2 separate regions of the Rattus norvegicus genome follow, and region 2 is linked to region 1. The links are chromatin contacts, called in public Hi-C maps. All regions are on one chromosome and are shown on one strand. Each heading gives the region's core, a stretch centred on a gene start, on an enhancer-like site or on the middle of the called end of the contact. The rest is flanking DNA. Distances are from core to core; before and after follow the strand shown. Region 1 has its middle 19 kb from the start of Terf2. Region 2 holds the start of Cyb5b (cytochrome b5 type B).

Region 1 (7,780 bases), core at 2,196-4,695:
CGTGCTAATTTATGATGGAAAGTTGAAGAAATAGACTTTGGACTAAATACCTGAGAATGGCTCCCAAAATACTGTGGTACCAGCTGACGGTGTTGTCTCCATCCAGAAGCTTCAGAACCGCTAAGCTGTGTCAGACTCCTGATCCCAGAATACCATTGCTCTGCCTCCCTCGGTGCCAACAAAACAGGTGCCTCCCGCCCTCCTTCTCCCTCTACACATGGAAGGGAAACATAAATAGAGCCATCACTTCGAGAGTCATGGGGAAGGTGGCCTCTGCAGCCCAAAAAGTCAGCCACCAAGGAATTGTACTTGGAATAGATTTAGAGCAACCCGGTGTAAAGCAACCTGCCAGGTGCCACTTCTGGATGCATGCCTGATGTTATTTCATTCCTACAAGAATACAAGGAGGAAGGACTATAATTATCCTCCACTGACAGATGAGAACGCCAAGAACACAATGGGATGGTGGTTTGGGCTTTATTGTGCTTTGGGAAGGTAAAAGAAACCTGTTCTTCCACTCTTGGAGAAGCTGAGGTAGAAGACAAGAGCCGACAAGAAGGAAGAACTATTTCCAAGGTGACAGGGGACAGGAGAATGAATCCGAGAACTCCCAAGGGTGCATGCCAGACAGATTCCAGAGCCCCTGCTTGCTTCATAAAGCCATACTACCCAAAATGGAAAGAACCAGAATTAACGTCCAGGCAACACAGTCTTAAGGCTCCTTCCCAGGTCATATCTCTACTACCTCTTTGCATCTGTAGCACAGAACAGAGTGGAAGGGTGAAAGGTCAGCAGGGAAGGTTTCCAGGGGCAGTGAGTTCGCAGCAGGTTCTAGAGTTGGACTGTAGGCTTGTGTATGCCTGGCAGGCCAAAGAGGGTTTCAGATGAAAGAATTCACAGGCCCTCGTGCCAAGCCTGACTCTGAAGGACACCGGACACTGTAACGTTTCAAAGCAGTGCCCTTGACTGAGAATAAAGAAGGTGAGCCAGTGTTTGGGAGAAAACAGTAAACAAGCTGGCAAGAACAGGAAATGCTTACAGAATAAGGTCACGTGCGGCCCCTCCTGTACTTAAAGTTTTATGACGGTTTTAGTTCGGAGCTGAGGAGATGCCCCAGTGGATGAAACTGCTTGCCCAAGAAGCCAGGGAAAGCCGGAGGCAGTAGTGCCCCTCTAGGCACGCCTACAACCATATGCAGGTGAAGAGCAGAGGAGTCCCTCAGCGCCAGCCAGAAAGCCAGAGGCTGACACCTGGGCTCCTCTAAACAGTGTGCACAAATAAATGCTCAGGAGCTCACACAGGAGCAAGGGACTAAGAAGAAACAATCAGTATATCGTCAAGTGGATTGGTAGTTAAGATGGCTCTTACAGAGGACCAGAGTTCTGTTCCCAGTACCTACAATTCTACAGTTCCGGCAGTTCACAGGCATGTGTAACTCTGGATCTGACACCTCTTCTGGTCTTTCACTCACATACATACATGGTATACACTCATACAAACGCACGTATGTACAAAGAAATAAAAACAGACCTCTTTCCCTTTTTTAAATGAGTACAGTGTGTAATTAAATTCATTTTGGACCAGCATGAGATCTCAGAGAACACACCACAGCAATGGTATACCAGTATTCAGATGATTCTTGGGCCTGCCTGTCTTAACTATCTCATCCTGGGTCCATTCTGGATGCCCAGGTCTCCTGCACAGAGACCTAGCCCAAGTTCCTGTGTGACCTTGGAAACTGAGGCTCCTTTACAGTGTCAGTTTTTCCTGAAGATATCCCAGTACAATCAAATTATAGTTACAGGGCTGGCTGTGGTGTTTTACACCTGTAACCCTAGCACTCAGTAGGCTGAGGCAGGATGGACACAAGTTCAAGGCCTGCCTAGGTTTTAGAGAGAGCTCAAGGCTCCCCTGGACAACTTAGTGATATCTTGTCTCAAAAAAAAAAATAGAAAATATAAATCAAAAGAGCTGGGGATGTAGCTTAATAATAGAGCACTTGCCTTGCATGTAATGGACCCTGAGTTCTGTTCCTATTACCTGTTCTCACACACACACACACACACACACACACACACATGCACACATGCACACACTTGTACACATCCATACATACACCCATATAAACACACATACACACGTGCACACACATATATACACTCACACACACTTGCACACACAGACACATACATACACATACGTACACACAGAGAAGATAGTATTATGATTTTTTTTAGCCATCTATAAGAACATTGCTGTTGAAGTATGAAGGAAGCTGGAGAAGTACAAATGCCATGCGTGTGTAAAGACGTGTAGTGCATAATGCATACGCTTACATAGAAAGTGTTTTCTGAGGTGGCAGCAGGGTTCTTGCTACCATGACCGGAGCTCCATCTCACCCCCTCATCTCCTCCCACTGAGAAGAACAGAGCGGCAAGAACAGATCACTGTGGCTAAATTTTAACCTGTGTTTATTTCCCTACAAGTGCCTGCTGTTTAATTTGGCCACTCAAGATCCTTTTGTAAGCCCGTGTGTGAGTCCTGAGCACCAGATCTACGACCTTTGCATACGTGCTAAACATTTATAGAGTGGAAGGGCTCTTTTTCTCCATTAGTGATTTGAGTAAATGCTAACAGCCCCACCACCCCACCCCCCAAAAATTAGTATTTGAAAGATAAACTGCCAATAATTCATCCTGATCAGCTGAGGTCTGCCAAGCAAATAATTTGATAAGCCAATTAATTTCAGAGGGCACTGGGGCTTGTTTCTTCCTGATGCTGATTTTGATTTGTAAAGGTTTTTGGGGTTTGCTCTTGGTTTTGTTTTTTCCTTTAAGTCAGATTATCTCCGTGTTGTACTGGCTGGCCTGGAACTTACTGTGTAGACCAGACTATCCTCTAACTCAGAGAGATCTGCCTACTTTTGCCTTCTGAATGCTGCAAGGCATGGACCACCACACCTAGCTAAGGTTTTATTTATTTGTTTGTTTGTTTGGTGTTTTTAGAGACCTGATTTTTCTGTATAGTCCCAGCTGTCCTGGAACTTGCTCTATAGACCAGGCTGGCCTGGAACTCAGAGACCTGCCTGCCTCTGCCTCTCATGTACTGAAACTAAGGGTGTGTGCCACCACATCCAGCTTAAAATGGGTTTGGTTTGATTTGTTCTTTGGTTTTTGTTTTTGTTTTATTTTGTTTTGTTTTTTGACAAATGCAAAGAGAGCTTTTTAAAGTGAATTCAGCAAATCCATAGAACTAATTTATCAGATGAGAAAACTGAGCTTCAGGGCAAAATCAGGTTTTCAGAATCAGTAAAAGAACCGTATGGGGACATGTTTTATTCAACAATTCCTCTGGCACCTGAAGCTTTCTGTGGTTCTTGCCTTTTGTTTCCCTTCTAGTGTGGTGGACGGTATTTGGGCCTGCGACTGGAAACCTGCGGACACCAACCCTCAGTTTAGTACGATTGCTGCCCCCTGCTGGAAGGAAAACAGTTCACAGGATCCGGAGGCTATATGGAACTTTTCTCAAAGTGTAAATATATATGAAAGTATGCAGCAGGTATGTATTGTTTTAGACAAAGTCTCTGTGACTCTGGATGGACACTAGCCTCAAACTCACTGGAAGCCAAGGATTACCTTGAACGTCTGGTCTTTCTGCCTCCACCTTTAGAGGGTGGGATTATAGGGGTACGCTACTGTGCCTGGTTTCCGTGGTTCTGACAATAGAACCCATATACTCTTGGTAATGGGTTCTGCCTTCTGCCAACTGAGCTACATCCTTAGCTTGCAATGGCTCTCTCTTTGTTTTTCTTTCTTTTTTCTTTGTTTTGTTTGATACAGGGTTTCTCTGTGTAACCCTTGCTGTTTTGGAACTCACTCTGTAGACCAGGCTGGCCTCGAACTCAGAGATCTGCTGAAAGCTGAATTTAAAGACATGTGCCACCATCCCCAGTCAAAAAAACCACAGTAATTTCTGAGGCTAAATGTTTAACACCATGGAAAGACATAAAGGCACACAAGAAACTCTTCCCTGTATCTGTTCCATTTTCTTCTGCCAATTATCATTAATAATCCTTTCTTTGTGTGTGTGAATATGAGCTATATGTGCCTTTGTATGCAGGCATGTACATACATACATACACACACACACAGTTTTTAAGAAGTTTTTATATGTAGCTCTGGACTGCCTCAAACCCACCCATCCTCCCGCCACGTCCTTCACGTGCCAGCATTACAGACATGGGTTCCCACACCTGACTCAATCTAACCTTTTTTTTTTTTTTTTTTTTTTGGTTCTTTTTTTCGGAGCTGGGGACTGAACCCAGGGCCTTGCGCTTCCTAGGCAAGCGCTCTACCACTGAGCTAAATCCCCAACCCCTCAATCTAACCTTTTTAATGAAGAATAGGTCCAGGTGTTTAGTAATACTACCGTTTCCAAACCTGCGGGGACATCGAGAACAGAACGTCCCAGGGAGGTTCACTGGAAATCCATAGCTACCTTCTGTGAACTCCATTCTCATCTCCCAGCCAGGGAAGGAAACAGGACTCATACTTGGAAGGGCTCTCCCATGATTCCGATGCACAGTGCCCTGTATGAACAACCATCATCCTCCCCTTCTTGCTACGGGGCAGCTTCTGTTTCCTGATCCCCAAGTCAAGGCCGAGACCCTTTGCTCTTCTTCCAGAGCAAAGATTGGTGTGGGGGTGTGTGGTGTGAGTTTCGACACAGCCCCAAGGGCGGTGATGCTGGGGGTTAGCTTGTTGGTGTAGGTGTTGGCAGCCAGCTGGGGCTCAGGGAGGGAGCCGCGTGTGGGTGAAACTCAGGAATCCTGTGGCACTACAGTTACAAAAAAATTTAAAGGCCCAGCCCAGGCCTTTATGAAGCACAGCTGAGTCTGACAACCCCAGAGGCAGCACCAGCTCTAGATCTTCTGAGGCGAGGGGTTGGGAGGGGGCGGGACACAGTCCCTCTGGGCCCTTCTAAATCAGATAAGACATAATGTAGGTGAAACGCGGGTGGGAAACGCTCCGTACACAGCAGATTGCAGTCATAAAAAGAGATGACAGATTTCACCGTCACTCATTACCCACCCAAATGTCACGTCCTCTGGGCGCTTTCCCTGGCATTTCCTGCCCCAAGTGGGTGTTGTTTCCATGTGCTCCGCGACACTTGAAATGTAACAACAAAAGGAAAAAATATTACTACTGCCGCCTGAGGTTTCCCGGGTCAGAATGTCTAGCTGCTTTCCTGTGCCATCCTGTTTGATCTCCCAGGAGTCCAGGGATCCAAGGGATTTAAATGACTAAAGCCCCCACAGGCTGTTTAGTCAGTGGGCTTCACTTTTTTTTCTTGCACACTCAATTAACTTTCTAATTTCTGTAGGGCTAGAAACAGGTCTATACCTGGGCCTCTTAATCCATAACGAAGGTGGCACTTCAGAAAATGAGAGATTTTTTTTTTTCTCTTTTTCTTTTTTCTTTTTTTTCGGAGCTGGGGACCGAACCTAGGGCCTTGCGCTCGCTAGGCAAGCGCTCTACCGCTGAGCTAAATCCCCAGCCCCCGAGAGATTTTTGTCTTTGGGGTTTTTGTTTTGTTTTGTTTTGTTTGTTTTTTTTGGGGACCGAACCCAGGGCCTTGTGCTTCCTAGGTAAGCGCTCTACCACTGAGCTAAATCCCCAGCCCCTTGGGGTTTTTTTTTTTTTTTTTTATGTGTATGTTGTATGTGCTTATGTGAGTTGATGTATATTACCTGTGTGCAGTTATCCATGGAGACCAGAATCTTGTGTGTGCAGGTATCCATGGAGATCAGAAATAGATCGCCTGGAACTAGATTTACAAGTAGTTGTGAGGTACCATGTGGGTGCTGGGAACTAAACCTGGGTCTTTTGCAAGAACAGTGTATATTCTTTTTTTTTTTTTTTAAAGATTTATTATATAGAAGTACACTGTAGCTGTCTTCAGACACCAGAAGAGGGCATCAGATCTCATTACAGATGGTTATGAGCCACCATGTGGTTGCTGGGATTTGAACTCAGGACCTCTGGAAGACCAGTCAATGCTCTTAACCACTGAGCCATCTCTCCAGCCCAACAGTGTATAAAGTGTATATTCTTTTTTTTTTTTTTTTTTTTGGTTCTTTTTTTCGGAGCTGGGGACCGAACCCAGGGCCTTGTGCTTCCTAGGTAAGCGCTCTACCGCTGAGCTAAATCCCCCGCCCCCCAACAGTGTATATTCTTAAACTCTGAGCAACTCGTCTGTTAGCCCTGGAAAGGGTTGTTTTTTTTTGTTTTTTGTTTTTTTTTTTTTTTTGGTTCTTTTTTTTTTTTTCGGAGCTGGGGACCGAACCCAGGGCCTTGTGCTTCCTAGGTAAGCGCTTTTTTTTAAACAAAGGTCAATGAACCCGATAGAGGAGTAAGATGCACCTGAGCCCTATTTTATGCCCGTCTCAAACATCGAGATTAGATAAAAGTTTACACATGGGGCTGAGGCTGTAGTTCAGAGCTCTGACAGTAGAATGCTTGCCTAGCGTGTGTAAGGCCTGGGGTTCCAGACCAGTGCCATAAAAAACCAATGTGGTGTACATAGGAGGATTAGAAAATTCAAGGCCGGGGGTTGGGCCAGGGGTTGGGGATTTAGCTCAGCGGTAGAGCGCTGCTTGCCTAGGAAGCGCAAGGCCCTGGGTTCGGTCCCCAGCTCCGAAAAAAAAAAAAAAGAACCAAAAAAAAAAAGAAGAAAATTCAAGGCCGGGGTTGGGGGTTTAGCTCAGTGGTAGAGCGCTTGCCTAGGAAGCGCAAGGCCCTGGGTTCGGTCCCCAGCTCCGAAAAACAGAACCAAAAAAAAAGAAAGAAAATTCAAGGCCATCCTAGGCTACAAAATAAGTCGAGGCCAATAAAGGCCGCTTTGAGTCTGTAGTTTGAGGCAGAGGCAGGCAGATCTCTGAGTTTAACCTGTGCATATAGTGAGTTTCTGTCCAAGCATGGCTACATCTTGAGTCTCTTGAGTCTTGGGGATGGGGCCGTTGTGGGAGGGAAAGACGGCTCAGGTGGTAAAGGCACCTTTAACACAAGCCTGATGACCTGACTTTCATGGTGGAAGGAGTGAACTGACTCCTGAAAGTTGTCCTCTGATCTCCACACACACCCACGATGCCACACAGTCAGCCTCTCACTCAGGCTCATCCTTTTTAAAGACTGAAAGTTCAAACTCTATAGTTTGAGGGCTAGGGCGACAGTTTGTAAAGTGCAGGCGTTGCAAATTCAGAGCCTTGAATTAGATCCCCAAAACCCTTGTAAAATGTTGGGTGTGACTGTAGTCCTGTGCTGAGAAAGCAGAAAGAGGTGGATTCTTCGATGCTCACAGCCTGGCCTACTTAGTGAGCTCCAGGCCGGTGAGAGAGCATTTTGGCTCCTGGAATTCTCCACTGGCCTCCACACAAACCTGTACGCACACCACACACACACACACACACACATACACACACATACACACACACACACACACACACACACACACACACACACCGCAAATGCATGCAAACACATTGTTTGCTTTTGAAATATTTTATTATTTTTTATTATGTGTATGTAGATATGTGTCTTTGTGTGGGTATGTGCATGTGACTATGGCACCATAGAGATAACCATGAAAACCAGAGGCTGCTTCTGAGCCCCAGGCACTGGAGTTACAGGCAGATGGATGCGAACCGCCCCCAGAGGATGCTGGGATCTGAACTCAGGTTCTCGGTGAGAGCAGCAAGTGCTCTTAAACACCAAGTCATCTA
Region 2 (7,780 bases), core at 3,878-6,377, 38 kb before region 1:
AGTGATTAAAAGTGCTTACAAAGAATTCAAGTTTGGCACGCAGCACCTACATCAGGTAGCTCACAGCTGCCTGTAACTCTAGTTTAAGAGGCACTAACACACATGGGGTTGGGGATTTAGCTCAGTGGTAGATCGCTTGCCTAGCAAGAGCAAGGCCCTGGGTTCGATCCCCAGCTCCGAAAAAAAAAAAAAAGAGGCACTAACACCTAGCCTCCACAGGCCCCTAGCATGAGTTATCTACAAAGCCACACATTTCCAGGCCTCTGCATAGTTCTCTGGCCAAAGGAAGTCATCTTCTCATGAAGGCTTTTCCAGAGCAGTTTGTTTCCGTAGTACTGGAAGTTAAATTTAAGGTCTTATGCACACTGTTAAGTGCTTCATCGATGGACTGTATGTTTTTTTGGTTTGTTTTCTTTGGTCTTCCCTAGAATAGAAAGAGGGCAGAATACAGTCTGCAGTGAGTCCCTGCTCAGCTTAAACCACTTTTCTGAGAAAACCACTCACACACAAGCCACACACACATATACAAGCCACTCACACATACACAAGCCACTTACGCGCGCACACACACACACATACACACACACACACAAACCCACACACACAAATCCACGCACGCACACGCACACACACACACACACACACACGCACACATGCACACACACAAACCCACCAAGTGATGATACATACTGTTTTCATTTCTAAGTTTTAATACATAAACCAAGGGCCTTTTTTAATGCAAAAGTAATCAGGTAGGAGAAAAACATTACCAGTTCTAAGTCATCACAAACTCTAGTCATATCCTCATCCAACCACAGTCATTAACAACAAAAATGGCAAACCTATAGATTCAAGATAGTCAATCAAGAAGCCCTTGCTAATCCCCAAATGATTTCAGACTGGAAAATGACGCAGGTCTTTCCGTCTTATCTAGCAGCAACCTGCCTGCTGTGTCCTGGGAGTCCAGAACGCTGGCTCATCCTCAGCAGCCTGTCTTTCACGTCTAGAATCCAGTGCATCACATACCATCAGAGCACACATCGGCAGCAGTTCTTTTTAAAGCACTTTTTTTTTTTTTTTTTTTTTTTTTGGAGCTGGGAACTGAACCCAGGGCCTTGCGCTTCCTAGGTAAGCGCTCTACCACTGAGCCAAATCCCCAGCCCGGCAGCAGTTCTTACTGCGCGCGTCGATTCCATTCTGGTCCACGCCACTCTTCCTTGCCTTCGCTACAACTTCCTTAACTGCGCTCTTCAATTCCACCTTAGTCCTCTAGTGCTGCTTTCTCAATAGTGCTGCCAGAACCACCCAATTAATCATTAAATCATAGTACCCCATGCTTTGTCTCCAAAGATTTTCCCTCTGAGCACAAAAACTCAACCTAAAGCAAGTTCATCCTAGGACAAGATCATCCCTCTGATCACTCTGTCTCATGATCCAACCACTGAAGCCTCCCTGACTGTCTCCAAACATAACATACTCCTGCCTCAAGTCCTCTGGTGCCTTTCCCAGGAATGCTCTGTGTGGACATCCACACGGATAGCTCCCTCACTTTCCTCCTGGCCTTTAGGCATCTTCATGACTCTACCTCTGGCCTTCATACCAAAAAATGCCAACCCTCCTCTTCATGATCTCCCCCCACACACAGATTCCACCTATCTACTATCTCATCACAGAGCACAAGTCACTCATTTACTGTTTACTGTCTGCTTCCTACTCTAGATGGCACAGGTGTTTACTCGACTGTATCTTTATACCTCAAACAGTATCTGGCACCGAGCAAGGACCCGATAGTCGATTAAGCAGGTGACTGAATAAGCTTGGACAGGGTTAGAGAGCAGGGAGCAAGTTAACATGGGACAGCTAAGTGCAAGCTCAGCGAGGTGACGGTTCAAGCGTGTCCCCTCAGCACTGAGGAAGGTGACACAGGAGGACTGCCACAAATTCAAGGCCAGTCTGGGCACCGAAAATACGGGTAAGGCGCTGTCTAAATAATAATAATGACAACGATAAAAGAAATAGCTAACTACAGATAAAGATCTGTATCTTTACGATCTCAAGGAAAGCCTTGCGGACAAGATACAAGGTGAAATAGCTGGCAGTATTTCCTTATCTGAGCCCTTCCAAACTCACTCTCTATGCTCAACCAATCAAGAAATTCTGGGACGTGGACTGTCTATATAGCATATACCATGCTTTAACAGAAAATGTATTGAAAGGCAAATACCAGAAGACAGAGTTAAGACTAGTATTGTGAAGTAATACTGTATGGACAAAAGAAACCAAGGGATCTGCCCAGACAGGCTCCTTCACTCATCAGACAATTATATACTATCAGAATTTCACAGCAACTGATTCTGGTGTCCATATTAACACAACAGTTACTTCTATCCATGTTGCTCTCAACCAGTTGTTTTAAAAATGAAGCTGGGTCAAGGGGTTGGGAATTTAGCTCGGTGGTAGAGCACTTGCCTAGGAAGCGCAAGGCCCTGGGTTTGGTCCCCAGCTCCGAAAAAAAAAGAACCAAAAAAAAAAAAAAAAAAATGAGGCTGGGTCAACTTTAATCTCAGCACTCAAGAGGCAGAGGCAGGCAGATCTCTGTGAGTTCAAGGCCAATCTAGGCTACATTGTGAGTTCCAGGACAGCCCAGGGCTACGTAGAAAGATACAGTTTCAAAAAAAAAAAAGTTAGCCCAGGAGTAGTATTTATTACACAGCTGTAATTCTAGTACTTGGGAGGGAGAGGAAAGAGAATCAGGAGTTCTAGGTTATATCATATATTTGAGCCTATCTCAAAATAACACTCAATAAAGCAGACAGCTGGGCTGGAGTATGGGGGTTTGGTTCAATGTACAGTGCTTGCCCTGTACTAATCTAAGGCCCTGGGTTCAAGCCAAAGAACCTTTTTTTTTTTTTAAAGGAGGAAAAACAAACCTGCGAGTCAGATGTGGTGGCATAAAGTTGAAATCCCAGCTCTAACGAGGCTAAACTAGGAGACCTACAGAAAATTTAATGTCTAGCCTGGGCTATGGAGTAAAATCATGTCTCAAGCATCGATGCTCAGGGATAGAGTACTTCAGCTGCCTGGCATGTGCAAGGATCCTGATCATTCCCTGACCTTGGGTAGGGAGGGAGTCATCCACTACACAAATCAAAATCACCAACTCTTGACTTTTTCTCATTGCCTACTAGAAAAAAATTATTAGCATAGTATCCTCTTTGTAAAACTTCACACTGAGACTCTGGAGGGAAGATATGACTCTGAAAAACTAGCTCAGAAGTAGTGTTTGCCTGGCATGTGCAAAGCCTTCATATACAACATCCTATACCACACGCACACAAAGAAATTAATTTTTCTCAGAACAAAGCTGTGTTATAAGATGTCAGCCATGGGGTTGGGGATTTGGCTCAGTGGTAGAGCTCTTGCCTAGCAAGCGCAAGGCCCTGGGTTCGATCCCCAGCTCCGAAAAAAATAGAAAAAAAAAAAAAAGATGTCAGCCATAAGGGTAGTATTCTATAACAAAATAAAATGATCATACAAATCCAACCTTCAAACTAATCTTCAGTGACTGTTCCACACTGGTTCCCTGGGTTAAGAATGACAGCGAGGCTGGAGAGATGGCTCAGCAGTTAAAAGCACTGACTGGTCTTGGAGAGGTCCTGAGTTCAATTCCCAGCAACCACATGGTGGCTCACAACCGTCTACAGTGGGATCTAATGCCCACTTCTGGTCTGTCTGAAAACAGCTACAGTGTACTTATATATAATAAATAAATCTTTCAAAAAAGAATGACAGACAGCCAAGGAACAAGAGGGAGCGAAAATGTTCAATTTCTTTACTGAGGTGACCACATGGCCAAATACACAAATGGCCTCCTGTCAAACCCCAGGACAGACAGTGACAGTGTTTGCCTAATAAGCACAAGGGACTGGATCCCTAGAAAGGCACGCTTGGGAAGATTAGAAGTTCAAGTTCTACAAAGACTATGTAATCGAGATGAAGATCAGACCCTGTCACAAGAAGGGGCGAAAATTATCTGTTGCCCAACAGTCTCCAAGAGATCCTGGGTAATGAGATTTGATTTGAAGAGCTAACAAAAGGGTTGAAAGCCAGGTGCTGGTGGCCCACGCCTGGTCTACATAAAAGTTCCAGGACAGAAGATACATTCAGAAGGCAGAGGCAGAAGGATCTCTGAGTTCCAGGCCAGCCTGGTCTACATAAAAAAGTCCCAGGACAGAAGATAGGGCTACATAACTAGGCTGTCTTTATTTCTTTCTCTCTCTTTCTCTCTCTCTCTCTCTCTCTCTCTCTCTCTCTCTCTCTCTCTCTCTCTCTCCCTCCCTCCCTCCCTCCCTCCCTCCCTCCCTCCTGCTCCTGCCTAACCAGGAACAGGGTGGGAGGGTGGGAGGAATCTCACCTCATTGGTTAAGAGCACATACTGTTCTCTCAGAAGATTCAAGCTCAGTACCCAACACCCACATCAGGAGGCTCACAACCTCCTCTTACTCCAGTTCCTAGCATTCTGACCTCTGGCTTCTCTAAATGCATATGCCCCGGCACACATACATAATTTAATTGTTTTTAATTAAAAAAAAAAAAAAGTCCTGCCTTCTCAAGAAAATAAAAGCCCCAAAAGCATTGCTTTCTAAGGCATACTTCCTGGAAAGTAAGGAGCAGTTCTGAACTGGGTTCGAGTGGATAGGTCGTTAAGTGCGTGTGCCCTTGAGAGTTCTCAGCCTCTGCGAGCCTCAGTTTCTCTTTATGGAAAACGGGTTGATGGTGTAGCGTGTGGTCTAGCATACTTCAAGTGCTCCGTGCATTAAGAAATGCACGTTGTCACCCGAGGCAGAGACTGCAGTCCCTCAGAGGATCACGGCCCCTTCCGGGCGCCGGACGGCTACGCGTGGCCTCCTCCCCTCACCCGGGCAGCGCGCGGGGGCCTCCCGTCACCCAGGCCCGCACCTCGCTGAGGAAGCGGGTGATATCGTAGACTCGCCCGTGGATCACCATCCACGTCTCCTCCGCGGTATTTCGCTTCGCCACCTCCTCCAGCCGGTAGTAGGTGACGGCGGGGTCGGAGCCCTGGCCATTCCTGCCGCTGCCGCTGGCCTCTGGGGTCGCCATTGGATCCGAGTCCCTCTCGGCCGCTATCTGGGATTCTGCGGCTAACTTCCTTCACGCCGGGCCCGCGCTTGGTCCTTGTCGGCTTCCGTAACCGGGTAAAACCTGGTCTGACGTCCAACTGACCAATCAGAGTCGTCCAGCCCCTTCAATCTTGCCAATCAGGTACAGTGATTTTGGACCGGCACCTAAACGTGGCTGGGTGACAGGTGTCACCTCAGGAGAGCATTCTCTTTGCTCGGCCCATGAGAAGGCAGGGGCCTAAAAGAACAGAGCCGGTCTCCAGAGTGTCTTTTCACCTCCTGCCACCCAGGTTCCCCAAGTCACCGGAAGCGCTTTTTCCCCCTTTATCTTCCCAACCAGAATTGCAACCCCCGTGTTACAAGCTTTACTGTCTCCTCCCCCTCCCCCTCCCCGATTTGGGTGACTGGTTCCCTTTAGGCTCCAAAAGACTCACCAATTAAAATAGGCGTGGTGACCTCTACCTTCCTTGCCCAGAGGCTTGGCAGCCTGGATGAGAGTGTGTTAAGAGAGGACTACGCTCAGCAATTGCTGAGTGCTGGACTCCAGGGCTCCTAGGCACAAGGCCGTAGACAACAGTTGGGGTGAGGGTAGATGTCCCAAGTTTCCTCCACTACAGACAATATATTCTCTAGTCGAATTCTTCAGTGATCAGGGCCTATCTACACCGTTTTAGTTTCTAAATGGCCTAAAATAGGATTTACTTCAGATGACCCTTGCTAAAAGTCTAGGGCATTTGGAATTCTAAGTTAATGGGCAAGGTTGTGAGCCTTTATCTTTAATTGCCATAAAAACTAGTAGGCTGATCATCCTAAAATCATGGCGTTACTTCACAGCCTAGCACTCATGACTCTGTAAACTATTTGCAACCTCTTTCACTAATTGTATGTATGTATGTATGTATGTATGTATGTATGTATTTAGAAACATGTGTCAGTATGTAAGTCTGGCAAGCCTGGAACTCACAGAGATCCATATGCCTCTGCCTCCCAAGCACTGGGTTAAAAGTGCACCACCATGTCCACTTTCTGTATCCTACATCCCTAATTACACAAATTATATACTGTAGTTTGCGCTGATGGTTGTCATAAAATACTGACGAAAACTAGCTTGAGGAGTACAGGATTTATTTGGCTTGCTGGTTCTAAGCTGTCGTCTCCACAGAAGCCAAGGCCAGAACTCAAGAAAGGAACTGAAACAGAGACTACAGGGGAGCTGCTGATTGGCTCACTTTTCAGGCTCCTGTTGAGCTACCTTTCCAATACAGCCCACATGCCTACAGATGGTGCAGCCCATGGTGGCCTGGGTCCTCCTACATCAATTAGCAATCGAGAAAATGAGCTACAGACATGCCCACAGGCCAATCTGAGGGAGGCAATTCTTTTGAGGTTCTGTTACTATGAAGGGAAACCCTTACAGTTCTTAGGATTTCCCACAACCCCTAAATTCAACCATGTATATTAATTTCCAGAATTTCTCCTTTCTGAAAACTTACTGCATCACAAGTTTCATAACAGAGTCTGAGGGAGAACAGCAATACAAGAAGCAGGCTCTTTGTCATGTTTTTTACTTTCATTGTTTTGTGAGGATGTGAGATTTAGAAATCTGTGTGCGCACTCATACATGCAGAAGGAAGCTAGAGGAGTGTGTCAGGTGTCTTCCTCTGTCATTCCTCCTCTGGTTACCTGAGAGAAAGTCTCTCACTGAACTTGGAGTTTGCTGTTTTCAGCTATGCCGGATGGCCAGCAAGCTCCCAGGATCTGCCTTTCTCTATCACCACCCCAGAACTAGAATTACAGATGTATGAAGGCCTGCCTGGCTTGTAACGTGAGTGCTGGGGACTTGAACTTTTAAGTCCTCATTTTTGCTCAGCAAGTGCTATTACCTTCTGAGCCCCTATTGTGGCGTCACTCCCCCCACCCCACTTTTTAAAAAGTACATTTGTTTACTTATGGGGGAATCCCTATAGAGGTCAGAGGACAACTTTTAGTAGTCAGTTCTCTCCTTCTACCATGAAGGTTGCAAAGATCAAACTCAAATCATCAAGCTTTGTGTAAACACTTTTACAAGCTGAGCCATCTCTCTGGCCCTTTGTGTGTGTGTGTGTGTGTGTGTGTGTGTGTGTGTGTGTGTGTGTGTGTTGGGTTTTGGTTTTGGTTTTGGGTTTTTGGGGGGTTTTTTTGGCTTAGGGTCTTATGTGACCTCAAACTGACCCTGTAGCCAAGGATGACCCTACCTCCTAATCCACCTAGCTCCGTTTCCCAAATTCCAGCCACCACTTCCAGCAAGAAACAAACTCTGGAAGCTGAAGGTGTAAAAACTGAATGCTGGTTTAGCATGCCCGAGGTCCCAGGTCCAAGTACCAGTTCTCCTTCAAAAGAAATAAAAAGATAGACTCGGGTGCTGGAGAGATGGCTCAGTGGTTAAGAGCACCGACTGCTCTTCCAAAGGTCCTGAGTTCAAATCCCAGCAACCACATGGTGGCTCACAACCATCTGTAATGAGATCTGATGCCCTCTTCTGGTGTGTCTGAAGACAGCTACAGTGTACTTATATATAATAAATAAAATCTTAAAAAAAAAAAAGATAGACTCAGAGAGGCATACACTATATGTGCCTCTGCCTCCAAGTGTATACATGT

The links. A called contact is a pair of places that touch in the nucleus more often than the background predicts.
Region 2: a contact with region 1 is called in a Hi-C map of liver, with 4 times the contacts expected there. The contact joins the promoter of Cyb5b here to the enhancer-like site in region 1. A contact is called at or near these places in 8 of 12 Hi-C or Micro-C datasets (the A7r5 cell line, the Rat2 cell line, frontal cortex and 4 more).

The regions. Positions count from the first base shown.
Region 1 is chr19:51,930,561-51,938,340 of GRCr8, reverse strand. No RefSeq gene overlaps it. Among named protein-coding and RNA genes, the nearest start is that of Terf2, 19 kb to the right of the region's middle. Within about 2 kb of position 3,445, at least 11 of the 93 cell types and tissues checked have an H3K27ac peak or open chromatin away from gene starts, as enhancers often do. A contact at or near this core is called in the A7r5 cell line and liver, where this site is marked.
Region 2 is chr19:51,969,958-51,977,737 of GRCr8, reverse strand. It overlaps Cyb5b (cytochrome b5 type B), which reads right to left and starts at 5,127. Exons shown (of 5, transcript NM_030586.2): 1 at 4,960-5,127. The coding sequence starts at 5,121.